Regions from separate parts of the Mus musculus genome. Here region 1 is linked to region 2. The links are chromatin contacts, called in public promoter capture Hi-C maps. All regions are on one chromosome and are shown on one strand. The core of a region is the stretch at or near the end of the contact, and the rest is flanking DNA. Distances in the headings are between cores, read along the strand shown. Region 1 holds the start of Wdr61 (WD repeat domain 61). Region 2 holds the start of Bud13 (BUD13 homolog).

Region 1 (5,806 bases), core at 657-3,156, 8.5 Mb after region 2:
AAATGAGAAGGCATGGCACTAAACCCCAGAGAAAAGACACTTTCTCATAGAGTGAGAGCAGAAACAAGGCAGAAGCGAACTCAGAACTGGGCATCACGTGACTCAAAAGATTCAACACCCTGCACATCTTCTAAAATTATAAATAAATATAATCGAGTATGAAAATTCACAAACAGAATCTAGGCATAGGCTCTATGTGGAAAACAATCTTGTCAAAACATGAAAACCAAACTTATGAGAGCAAAACACACATGGCTCCTTATCATCACATTCTATAAGAATCAGCAAGTCTAAAAGATGCCGCAACCTCAGGACATAAACAACATCCTGCCAGCAGTTCCGTAATCCTAATTGTTTGGAGGTACTAAGCCTGGCTTTCTGGCAAGACCCTGTCTCAAAACAAACAACAATCCCATCACAACATTCTGATATGAAAACACCTGTGATCGCTAAAGCCGTTAACAAAGTCATATTTAATACTTGTTATGTGAGAATATAACATAATGGGAGAATATGCTAAATTTCAACTAGAAATTAACAAATATAAGAGTGTGAATTGTCTTCTAATCCATGTTCACAGCCCCTCAGTTCCATCCTCACTTAACAGGCCGTACATACAGCTCAGACATCTGGGCTCATGCTACCTGCTTCAAATATGCAAACCAAAGACTAACAAATGTTTACCAAGAACAGAAACTCAGACAGACACATGATTTCTAAATAGTCCTGGCCTAAGAGATCTTAATCAGGTGTGCTGACTTGTGACTGTTACTGATTTGTGACTCAAGAACAGGACCTTGCCCAGACTAGAAAGCTCTCCTGACAATTTGGCTCAAACAAGTTGAGACACAAACTGCATGAAGACCAGCCCTCTTAGTGATACTGCCTCCTCTCTGCCCATACGAACCTCACACTTGGCAATAGAGAAAAACGACAATTTTACAAGTAAGAAGGTTTATAGGGAGTCAACTTTTAAAAAGCTACCCTCAAAATAGGGTGTGCAGTTCCATCAGGCTGAACCTTTGAGGACGTACTGCATCAGATCCTATTTTAACTATTATACAGATTAGCTCACTGAACCTTCCTTAACGCCGTTTAGTAGGCACTCTTACTAGCTCCGTTCTTCTGGCTAGAAGAGAGAGGCTTAGAGCAGCTGACGGAAGCGTAGGTAAATACACAGTTCCTACTACTAAGACATGTCTCATGACAGGTAATTTCAGAACCAAGAGAATCCCAAGAGGCCTCTATGCCATCTCTCTCTTTAGGAAAATTTCCAGTTATCGGGGCTGGATTTAAAGGTCCTTCTTCAGGCTTCCCAGAGACTAACCCATGCGTCTATGAAAGTTTCTCAGGCACGTCTGTAACGCACCATACCACATGGTACTTGAAATAAAAGGAACTCACTCTCTGCTTAGTGTTCAATGACGTGAAGCTTGCTACCTAACAGCGTGGCTAACTACTATAGGACTGGTATTAAGAGAGTCCTCTATCTAAGGGGAAACTACTCCCCTCCCCAGAGTCCTCTATCTAAGGGGAAACTACTCCCCTCCCCACCCCGCAAAGAAGCCAACCCTCATTTCCGGGATGCACAAAACATTATCTGGGAGCAAAATTAGTCCACCTATGGGCCTTCTGTCTGCCCTTGGGACTCGTGCCTCGCGGACTAGCCAAGTTAAATAGAGTCACGAAAGCCACCCTTGGACTCCTGGAGCCTCCGTGAACAAACCTGCTGTGGTGGCCTCCAACTCTCCCGGTTCAGTCGCCCTCTCGCCCTAGTAGGCAACAGCACCAAAGACCACCATTCCCCAACTCTGCCCAGCACACCAACTCACCACCGTACAGCCAGCCGCACAGCACGCCTGACGTCAGTGGAGCACGACCGTGGCGCTCGTGGATGAGCTAACGAAGGGGCGGGGCCTCTCCTGGGATGCGGGCGGGACCGGCAGAGCGCCCCCCTGCTGCCTTGGCGTGCGGGGTTGGGGTGAGGGTGGAGCCAGGGAGAGTGGGCGGGGAGTACCTAGGGCAGCCTGCTGCTAACAGGCTTCAGAAAGCTTCTCTGATGACTTCCCGGGTTCGTTTTTTCTTCTGTTTTTTTTTCTTTCTTTTTTTTTTTTTCCCCGCTTTTTCTTCGTCCTCTTTTTCTTTCCTTCTCCTTTCCAGCCCAGCCTCGCCCCCCATCTCCCACAGCAAAAAGCTCGAAAATCATTACAATAAAGGTTTTCTAAAACAACCTAGCTCTGTAATTTTTAAAGTGCCACATTTTAATATTGTTAAAAGTTGTGTGCACGTATGGGAGTGTGCACACATGTCATGGTGTAGAAATGGAGGTCAGAAGACAACTTGAGTGTCTTAGTTGTCTCTGTCACGTGGAGCCCAGGAATGGAACCCAAGTCATCAGGCTTGAAGGCGGCCACTTTTATCTGCTGAGCCATTCCCTATATATTTTTTTTTAATAGCGCATAAATTCAAACCCAGGATGTTGCCTATGCTAGGCAAGCATGCTCCTGCTGGCCTACATCCCAGCCATCTATTTATTTATTTAGAAACAAGTTCTCAATAAATTGCCTAGGCTGGCCTATAACTTACTCTGTAACTCTGTAGCATAGGCAGTCCTTGGATTCCTGCTTCTATTGCTTCAGTCTCCAGTATCTCTAGAGTGACAGGCCTGCACTACCAGGCCTGGCTATAACTCTGTCGTTCAAACTCAAAGCCGAAAAATACCTCAGAGTGCTGTTTCAAGATGCCAAACAGAGAACTGAGAGAATTCCAGTAGAATTTGGACATTGAATTATTCGTGTGCTCTTCAGTGACTGAATAATTATGATGTGAACTCCAGATATGCTTGTTCAAAGACTATATTAAACCCCTACCTTTCACCTCTCTACTGTCAGAGCACCAAGCACATGAGGTCATTAGCATGGTCTACTGTGAAGCAAGAATAACAGGCCTCTTATGTACAATGAATGTCTTTGACATGCAATCAAGACTATGAGTCCTGCCTCAGAATAATATTTATAAATGGATCAATATCCACATAGGATTAAAGGGAAATAATTCCATCAAAATAGCCATAAATATGCAAAATAATAACACACCTACCTGAGCTCAACAGATCTAATACCGTCTGTGATTTCAAAGTATCAATACACATACACAATGCTTTGAATTATCTTCAGTGGTTGTAATAAAATAGGAACAATACTGTGGTTTGATTTAGTGACCAAGTCAATTACTGTTAATGCCTCCTGGTTTATTGTGCACATATGTGATCAAGAAAAACATCACCTTTCTGCTAGAAGTTAAGAGAAATAAAAATATAATTATTTTTCTATCAAAGTTCCTAGATCTCCTCTATGTGTGTTATAGAGCAAATCTGGGAGACAGAGTAACTGTGCATCACTGAGACATCTGTAGGAAGAGTTGTGATCTTGCAGGTCAAAAGACAATGAAAAGATTTCACAATAAAATCAAGCAAAACTGAAGACAGCGGGTGTGACAGAGCTGTGTGCCCTGTCCTGAAAGGCTCTGAAAGTATACCCAGTCCTTCTTTGGAAGGCCATGGCCCCAGGATTCTGGTTCTTCCTAAAAAATGGCTTACTGCTTTTCCAACGAGCTTGGACAGAGCAAACCCAGAGACAGGACGAAGCAAGCAGAGTGACACAGAACAGCAGTGTCACCACGCAGCCCAGAGTCACGTGTGTGTAGAAGCATTTCAGGCTCATGTCTGCCACACCTGACTCCCTCTTACAGGCTCACCACGGAGTTACAGCCTCAGTCTACACCTACAAGGACAGGGAGGTCGCCATGTGCCCAGCAGAAAGGATTGCCACTACTCCGTCAAAAAGTTGGATATATGTAAGTGACTTCCCAGAGAAGACCTAAATCAGCAGTCCAATAGCAGAGCACTATCTTCTACTCAGCAAGTGAAAGAGGGAAACTAGAGTGGGGGCGAGGGGAGGTGTGTTACATATGTCCTGCAGAGGGCGCTCGAGGTCCTCTGACTGTGGTCCTCTTTAAAACCCTTTGTTGTAAAGCCTCAGAACAGGGACTCCAGCCCACTTTTCTAATGTTTGTTCCTTTGCCCCATAGCTGACCTTCTCTTCTCTTCTCTTCTCTTCTCTTCTCTTCTCTTCTCTTCTCTTCTCTTCTCTTCTCTCTCTCTCTCTCACACACACACCTACATACCCCTACACACACATACACCTACACACACATGTGCACACACATACAAACATTAACACATACAAACACACACCATAGTCTGTAGGCTGAAGCATTTCCCATAATGCCTCTTGCCTTCTGTGGATATATCCCTCTAGGCAGCCCCTCCTTTACTCCTCCACACCCCTAGGGATGGAACTTGGGCCCCTTCTGTTTCCATATGGGGCACATAAGGACTTAAGCTCTAAGCCAAAATGCCTGTGTTTATTCTAAGATAGTTAAGTTTTATTTCCTTATGGTGACATCTCTAAAATAGGGATTGTAATAGAAATTTCTCACTGGGGCTGATATAAGAATTTTTAAAAATATCCACAGCATGGTAGTCCTGCATGCTGGTAGTGCCTGGCACCCTAGGGGTGGAGGCAGGAACATTAGGAGGCCAGAGTCATCCTTGTCTACATAGCAAGTTCAAGGACAGCCTGGGCTATACAAGATCTTGTTCTCAAAACCAAAGACCAACCCTTACCATCAAAACTAAAAGAAGGTTGCTGTGTATGTGAGAGGCTCAGACTAGTGTCTGGCACAAAGAACATATAAAATACAGGCCATTGTTTCTTTTTTCTTTTTTTTCTTTTTTTTAGATTTATTTATTTATTATATGTAAGTACACTGTAGCTGTCTTCAGACACTTCAGAAGAGGGCCTCAGATCATGTTACAGATGGTTGTGAGCCACCATGTGGTTGCTGGGATTTGAACTTCAGACCTTTGAAAGAGCAGTCGGGTGCTCTTACCCACTGAGCCATTTCACCAGCCCCCGCCATTGTTTCTTTTATAGCTGAGGATAGCACCTGTAAGAGAACTTTGTCTCCGTGGTTGTAGAAATAAAAACCAAGTCTAAAGCATAAACTCTCGGACAAAAGCTTTAATTTGAAAGATATAACAGTTAAAGGAGGAGGGCATAAGACTGATTGGGGGCGGCCCCAGCTCTTCAATGAGGACGGGGAAGAACAGGCATTGTATCAGGTTCTTGAGATGACCTGAAATCTTATCACTCTTACTAGTCGAGAAGAGATACATAGGACAACTTGTAAAAGCTAGGTCTCTCCTTCCACTATGTGGGTCCTGGAGATTGAGTTCAGAGATGCCAGGCATCTTTGCTTGCATAACCATCTTGCTGGCCCAAGAGGATTTTTCTACACAAGGTCTAGAGTGGACAGGTAGTCCCTGGAGATGGGCTGGTATTACTGTTGTCACTGATGAAACATGGTGACTTTAGATGTGAGAGGGGTAAGGTCAGGCATATTCACACTCTGTTGGTAAGAGAGGAGAGATGTATGTAGTGGAGGGGAGGTCTCAGCTGCCCTCCTAGGACTCTCTCTCCTCTGGGCTTGCCCTCTAACTGCCCAGACCACTAGGATTACAGATACATGGGGAACGCTACAGCTGATCCCTAGGGTCATAACAAGAGAATTTACCATCTCTTGTCTTCATGAACATTTTATTTCTCATTGCAGCGTTGGGGGGGGGGGGGTCAGAGATCACAAATAGGAAGGAAGCAGACAATGATGAGAACAGGTCTGTTCTGGGGCTAAGGGCAGGGGTCTGGATACAAATCCAAGCCCGTAAGAACACATTGATTCTTTC
Region 2 (6,002 bases), core at 3,398-5,897:
GGGGCAAGTTCACCACTCTAGAAGGACTGCTGAAAGACATCCGAGAACTGGTGAGTGCAGAGTGTGCTGCATCGCTTCTGTTAGCAGTTTGGCAGTGGGAAGGGGTAACATTGTTTGTCCGGGTATGATGGCACTTGAGAAGCTGGGGCAAGAAGACAGGATTTGAGGACAGCCTGAGACCCTATCCCAAATGCCTCCTACCAAAACCAAATTCTGTTTTGTCACTTATAACTGGGGATTTCTTTGCCTTAAAGCTGGTTTAAGCCGGGCGTGGTGGCGCACGAGTATAATCCCAGCACTAGGGAGGCAGAGGCAGGTGGATTTCTGAGTTCAAGGCCAGCCTGGTCTACAAAGTAAGTTCCAGGACAGCCAGGGCTACACAGAGAAACCCTGTCTTGAAAAACAAAAAAAAAAAAAAAAAAAAAAGCTCATTCAAGAGATTTGAGTATTAATTATGAAGAGAAGGAAGAGAAATTAGTTATAGGATTTTGTTTGTTTGTTTGGTTTGGTTTGGTTTTTCGAGACAGGGTTTCTCTGTGTAGCCCTGACTGTCCTGGAACTCACTCTGTAGACCAAGCTGGCCTTGAACTCAGAAATCCACCTGCCTCTGCCTCCCAAGTGCTGAGATTAAAGGTGTGCGCCACCACTGTCCAGCAGTTATAGGAATTTTTAATGGAAATTCTCAAGGCTAGCAGTGGGCCAGTGTAGTTATTTTGTGATCTTAAGTCATTTACCTCATTACAAAATAGAAGGGGGTCTTTTTGACATCTGTAGTGAATATGTGGAGACTTTTCTTGTCGGTATTTCCTAAACAGTAGTGCAAAATTATATTAGATCTTATAAATGTGTTTATTTTATTTATTTGAGAGATGGCTTTGCGATATAATTGAGGCTAGCCTTGAGGTCACTCCACACACACACACACACACACACACACACACACACCTGCCACCTCTCGGCCTCAGCCTTCCATGTGCTGGCACTGCAGGCCAAGTAACTGCCTGGCTTTTCTTTGTGAATTGTACATTGCATTTCTTTTCCATATTGGGATTAGATACTGTAAGAACGCTACTGGATTCCAGTCCCTACTGCCAGTTTCCTTCTTGGCAAAGCAGTCTCATAGACATCTTCTCCTGTCCTGTTCTCGGGCCACCTTCCTCCCCTCCCCTAAGTGAGCAAGGCGTTGTGGGATATGGAGAGCAGGCTTCTCCCACTGGGAGTCCACTGCTCCCCACCCCTGGTTTGTGGTTCAGCGTAATGACCCATACAGTCTGTGTTGTAGTAATCCAGCTGTTGTGCTACAGGTAACCAAGAACCCATTCACACTGGGCGACAGCTCTAATCCTGACCAGTCAGAGAAACTGCAGGAGTTTAGCCAGAAGTTGGGCCAGGTAAGAGGACCCAGGCCATTTCTGCAATCCTAATTTCCCTTTCTTTAAACTTTTGGGAACTGCACTTTGTAAACTGGATTGGCTCTTGTCTCGCAGCCATAGCCTCTTCCTTCCAGGATCTTTGTAAGAGTTACCTGCTAAGTCCTCCTCTCTCCTGTAGATCATCGAGGGCAAGATGAAGGCCCACTTTATCATGAATGATCCAGCAGGAAACAGTTATCTGCAGGTAAGTTAGGCCTTCCTGGTGGTTCTATGGAGACATATTTTCGGAACTTTATAGAATTTGCATGATAGCCCTTAACAAGGAAAGCCTTGTTAAGTCTTCAATTGGGGCCTTGGGCAGGACTTGGAAGGTAAGGAAGAAAGGGGAAGGTGGTGATAGTGGGACTCCCAAGTGTGTGTAACAAAGACCTAGTGCAGGGCTGCAATCTTAGGTCCTCAGAAGGCCATGAAAATGGAAAGTTTAAGACCAGCCTGTGCGATTTTCAAGACTGTCTTAAGATACAATAATGTGAAGAAAAAGCCAAGAGTAACTGTTTACCTGGCTAGCGTGCTCAGGGCCCTAGGTACAGAGTGAATATATAAGAAAGTAGGACCTCCTCTTCCTGGGTCTGCTTGTCTTGTTCTTATTCTCACCCTCAGCATTGGAGCTTCCATTCTGCATCTGACTGTGAAGTAAGGAGCAATAGGAACCTGGCCAGAGGTCAGGACAGGAAAGCCGAGAGGTGTTGGCTGAACGGGCAAGCAAACATCTGGCAATTGATCCATATCAAACTGCAGCAAAATTGTGTTGAACCTGGGGCCTCCTCCTTACTTTAGTATTAATGAGCACTGATGGGCCTGGCAAAACTGGCCTAGTTTTTCACATAATTAAGATCATTGTGGTCCCCCTCCCTCAAAACCTTTTTTTTTTTTTTTGAGACAAGTCTTTGTTATGTAGCCTGGCTGGCTTTAAATTTGTAATCTTTCTGCCTCAGTCTCCAGAGTGCTGAGATTATAAGCAATCACCAACTTTGGCTACATTTTTTATAGGAAGGCCCATATATAAAAGTACTTAGAACTGGGGGTTAAACACTTGTATGCATGTACAGGGGCTTGGGTTTGATACTAGCATACACACACACACACACACACACACACACACACTTTTGCAGAATGTAGCCGTGGGCTCTAGAGACCCTGCAAATCCTGTGCATTTCTTCGGAGGTTGAGAGTCAGCCGTGGGAGGGGATGGCGGGCTGCACAGGCGCTGACCGTCGTCTGTCTGCTCTTGGCCCTGCAGAATGTGTATGCACCTGAAGACGATCCAGAGATGAAGGTCGAGCGGTACAAACGCACCTTTGACCAAAATGAGGAGCTCGGGCTCAATGACATGAAGACAGAGGGCTATGAGGCGGGCCTGGCCCCACAGCGGTAGCAGTGGCCAGCTCACTGGCCAGCTACAGTGCCACTCACACTGCAGGGTTATCTGTTACTGTGGGGAACTGACGAGGAGTGCTCAAGCCCTCGTCCATGGTGAAGAGGTTACCACTTGAGTTAGAAATGTAAGCACCCAAGATTAGCAGCTGACGGACGAGGCAGCTGCAGCCCTACTGTGCTCCTTGACCTTCTTTTGGAGGTTTTAAAGTCGGCGTGAGAAGAATCCCAGAAACACCAGGCGGTCTGCCATCACCGTTTGCCTGTCAGCTCTCTGACCTCCAGTGCTGGACCTTTGAAGTCTGGGGAAGTGAAATACAAGTTTCTGCTGGCTCTGGGCATGTGAAGTACTGACTCAGCAGGGAAGGATGTCGGAGGGGCCGAGCAGGCACAGGTGAAGACGCCACATTAAAGTGATGGCCTTTAAACGACACCCGCCTCTGCGTTCATGTCCTTACTGATTACCATGTGCTAGACTAAGCTGGGTCACACTGAGTCACACTCAGCTCCGAGGAGACTGAGGACAGCTTGGGCCATGCAGTGAGAGTCCGTCTTCATGAAAAGAAATGAGGAAGGAAAAACCAGTTTAGTTTCCTAAGCAAATCTTTCTTGAGGTGGCTGCTGTAGAGGCAGCATTTGATTCACTCCAATAGGCCATCCTGTCTGCTCTGAGCCAGGTACACCTGTGTGGAGTCTAGCTGTTCTCATGCAGCTTAAAGCAGTCTGGAAAAGCAGGGTGGCACACACCTTTAATCCCAGCAGAGGCAGGTGGTTCTATGAGTTTGAAGCCGATTTGGTCTACAGAGGAAGTTCCAGGACAGCCTGGGCTACACAGAAAAACCCTGATTCAAGACAAAACGAATTCAAACTGGATAACCAGCACCATCCTTGTTTGGCCTCTGCTAGCAAAAATTAGAGCCAGGCAGTATGAAGATGTGTGGGTTCCTGTACTTACCCGAAAGTTCTTATTATCTATAAAGGAGGCTAATAAAACTGAAGGGTAGGTCATGGTGTCCAGCCACTTGAGAGGCTGAGGAGGAAGGCTAACAAATTCAGGGGCAGCTTAGGCAATTTAGATCTTCAACATTCAAAAGAGTGGGGATGTAGTTCTATAGAACTCCTGCATACCATGTGCAAAAGGCCTTGGGTTTAATCCTCGGTGCTGGATGAAAGAAAAAAAAATTGTGAGGGTTAAGTGAGAAGTCATAAAACACTTAACCCTTTATAGAAGAAACTCCAGAATCTTCCTGGTTTCTTTGCCACACTGACCACGAATCCATTTCACTGGGAAGAGTTTATATCATTTTTTAGAAAGACATATCAAAGGTGAGAAGGTCAGTACAGGTTTGATAAAAACCTATCAAACTTTTATAGTCACAAGTTTGACTTCCCCTAAATGGTACCCGGAAGCCTCTTCCAGCAGACTTCCCACCAAAAGGTATTTATAGCAATAAAAGTGATTGAAATTGAAACGTTTGGTACAGCGTCCATTATTAAAACGCTGCTCAAGAATGTGCCCCTAGTGGTACAGCTATGGTAAGTCCCACCATTCATACAGGTGTTCTTCCTTACTCTGGCGCTGATGCTGCCAGGGTAGGATCATGTTACATCGGCCTGTGGCTTCTCAGCTGAGACAGCGTGGGCTGCAGGCTGTTGCACCGATTCGTCGTCTCAGGAAAAGCACAGCCAGCCCGAGATGCACGCACTCTCCCCTGGAGCCTCTTAAGGCTCAAGTCTTTAAGTCCAGCAGTTCAAAAAGTCCCCGTCCTAAAGCTTCCGCTTCTGGCTCCACCCCTACCGTTTCGCGTTGAAGAATTTTGTCCCCCACGCCGAGCTGTTGCCCCGCCCTCGCCGCTGCCATGGCGGCAGCTCCGCCACTCACCAAAGCTGAGTATCTGAAGCGTTACTTGTCTGGGACAGATGCTGGCTTGGAAGGAGGTCCCGAGGCCGGTCGCAAGCGGCGCAAAAAACGGCCGAAGCCTGGAGGCGCTGGCGGCAAGGGGTGAGTGGACTGGTGAGGTGTCGCGCTGCCCGGTGGCGCCCTCGGCCGCAGCTCTTCCTCGTCCTGGCCCGCGCGGTGCTGCCGACCCCGGCCCGAGCTCAGGCCCCGCTCCACTGCCCCGGGGCGGGATTGTAGCTGCCACTGGCAGCTCAGACCTCATCCTCTGAGCAGCGCCTTCCTTGTGTTAAAGGCAGCTAGAACTTAACTCACTTTCTCCCCGCGTTTGTAGCTTACGTCGTTCCATGTACAGATTGAAAGTCGTGTCCAAGAATAGCAAAGCTGATTCAAACCTTTTTCTTTCTCACTTTATTTCTCTCTTTCTCCCTTCCCTTCTCTTTCTTTCCTTCTTCTTTTTCTCTTCCCTCTTCTTTCTTTCTTTCTTTCTTTCTTTCTTTCTTTCTAGATCCAAAAATCTCTTTCTGAGGGTTCCAAAGTGCCAGGAACTGATCTGGAATCAAAGACCCATATCCTATTACTCACATCTACTACTAACAGTAACAACTAAAATGGGAACAGTTCACATCCTGTGCCTGGCCTCTTTCTAAAATAGTTGACCATATAGCTTTCAGAACATTGTAATGGAGCAGACATTTATATTAAACACTATACTTCCAGATTGCAAAGAGATGTGCTGAGACAGAGTTCAGATGAAATGTCCATTAGTAACTTGGCCACTGGAATCTGGAAAGGTTGGGTTAGGATATCCAACATCAACCTACAGAACAAAAGGAAATGTCTGTATTTGTAGGCTTTAGAGCAGCAGCCCTAAGTTTAGCAGCTTACTGAAGGTGCTATTTTGGATAGAAAGTTGAAACTCTGGGGGCTAATTCCATTCTCACACTCCACCCCCAGGTCTACTAAATGCTTATCAGCTTAAAGAGAGTACTAGATAGGATACAAAGTGTGGCTCACCCTCTCTGTGGGGCAGTATCATGGTCTAACAGTATTATTACCGTATGGTCCATTGAACTGGGTCGAATTAGTCCCTCATTTCCACACTTCTCTTCATTAGAGCTTGAGCATGACCTCATTTATAGATGGAATCTTTGTGGTGTTACCAGTTAAGATGAGCCTATATTCAGTTAAGGTGGTGTTGAATTCAGTGTGGCTGATGTCCCTGGAAGAAGGGGCAATGGCATGCAGGGGGAAAGTTTAAGCTTTGGAGCAATACTGATTAGAATTAGAATCCTAGC

The links. Promoter capture Hi-C pulls out the DNA fragments that hold promoters and counts their contacts.
Region 1: a promoter capture Hi-C map of pre-B cells shows a contact between it and region 2, with 9 times the contacts expected there. The contact joins the promoter of Wdr61 here to the promoter of Bud13 in region 2. A contact is called at or near these places in 2 of 39 promoter capture datasets (the C10 cell line and pre-B cells).

What each region holds. Positions count from the first base shown.
Region 1 is chr9:54,732,643-54,738,448 of GRCm38.p6, forward strand. It overlaps Wdr61 (WD repeat domain 61), which reads right to left and starts at 1,907. Exons shown (of 11, transcript NM_023191.3): 1 at 1,833-1,907.
Region 2 is chr9:46,278,365-46,284,366 of GRCm38.p6, forward strand. It overlaps Bud13 (BUD13 homolog), which reads left to right and starts at 4,648. Exons shown (of 10, transcript NM_146000.2): 1 at 4,648-4,809. The coding sequence starts at 4,667. Zpr1 (ZPR1 zinc finger) reads left to right here. Exons shown (of 14, transcript NM_011752.2): 11 at 1-50; 12 at 1,305-1,391; 13 at 1,552-1,617; 14 at 2,674-4,279. The coding sequence ends at 2,808.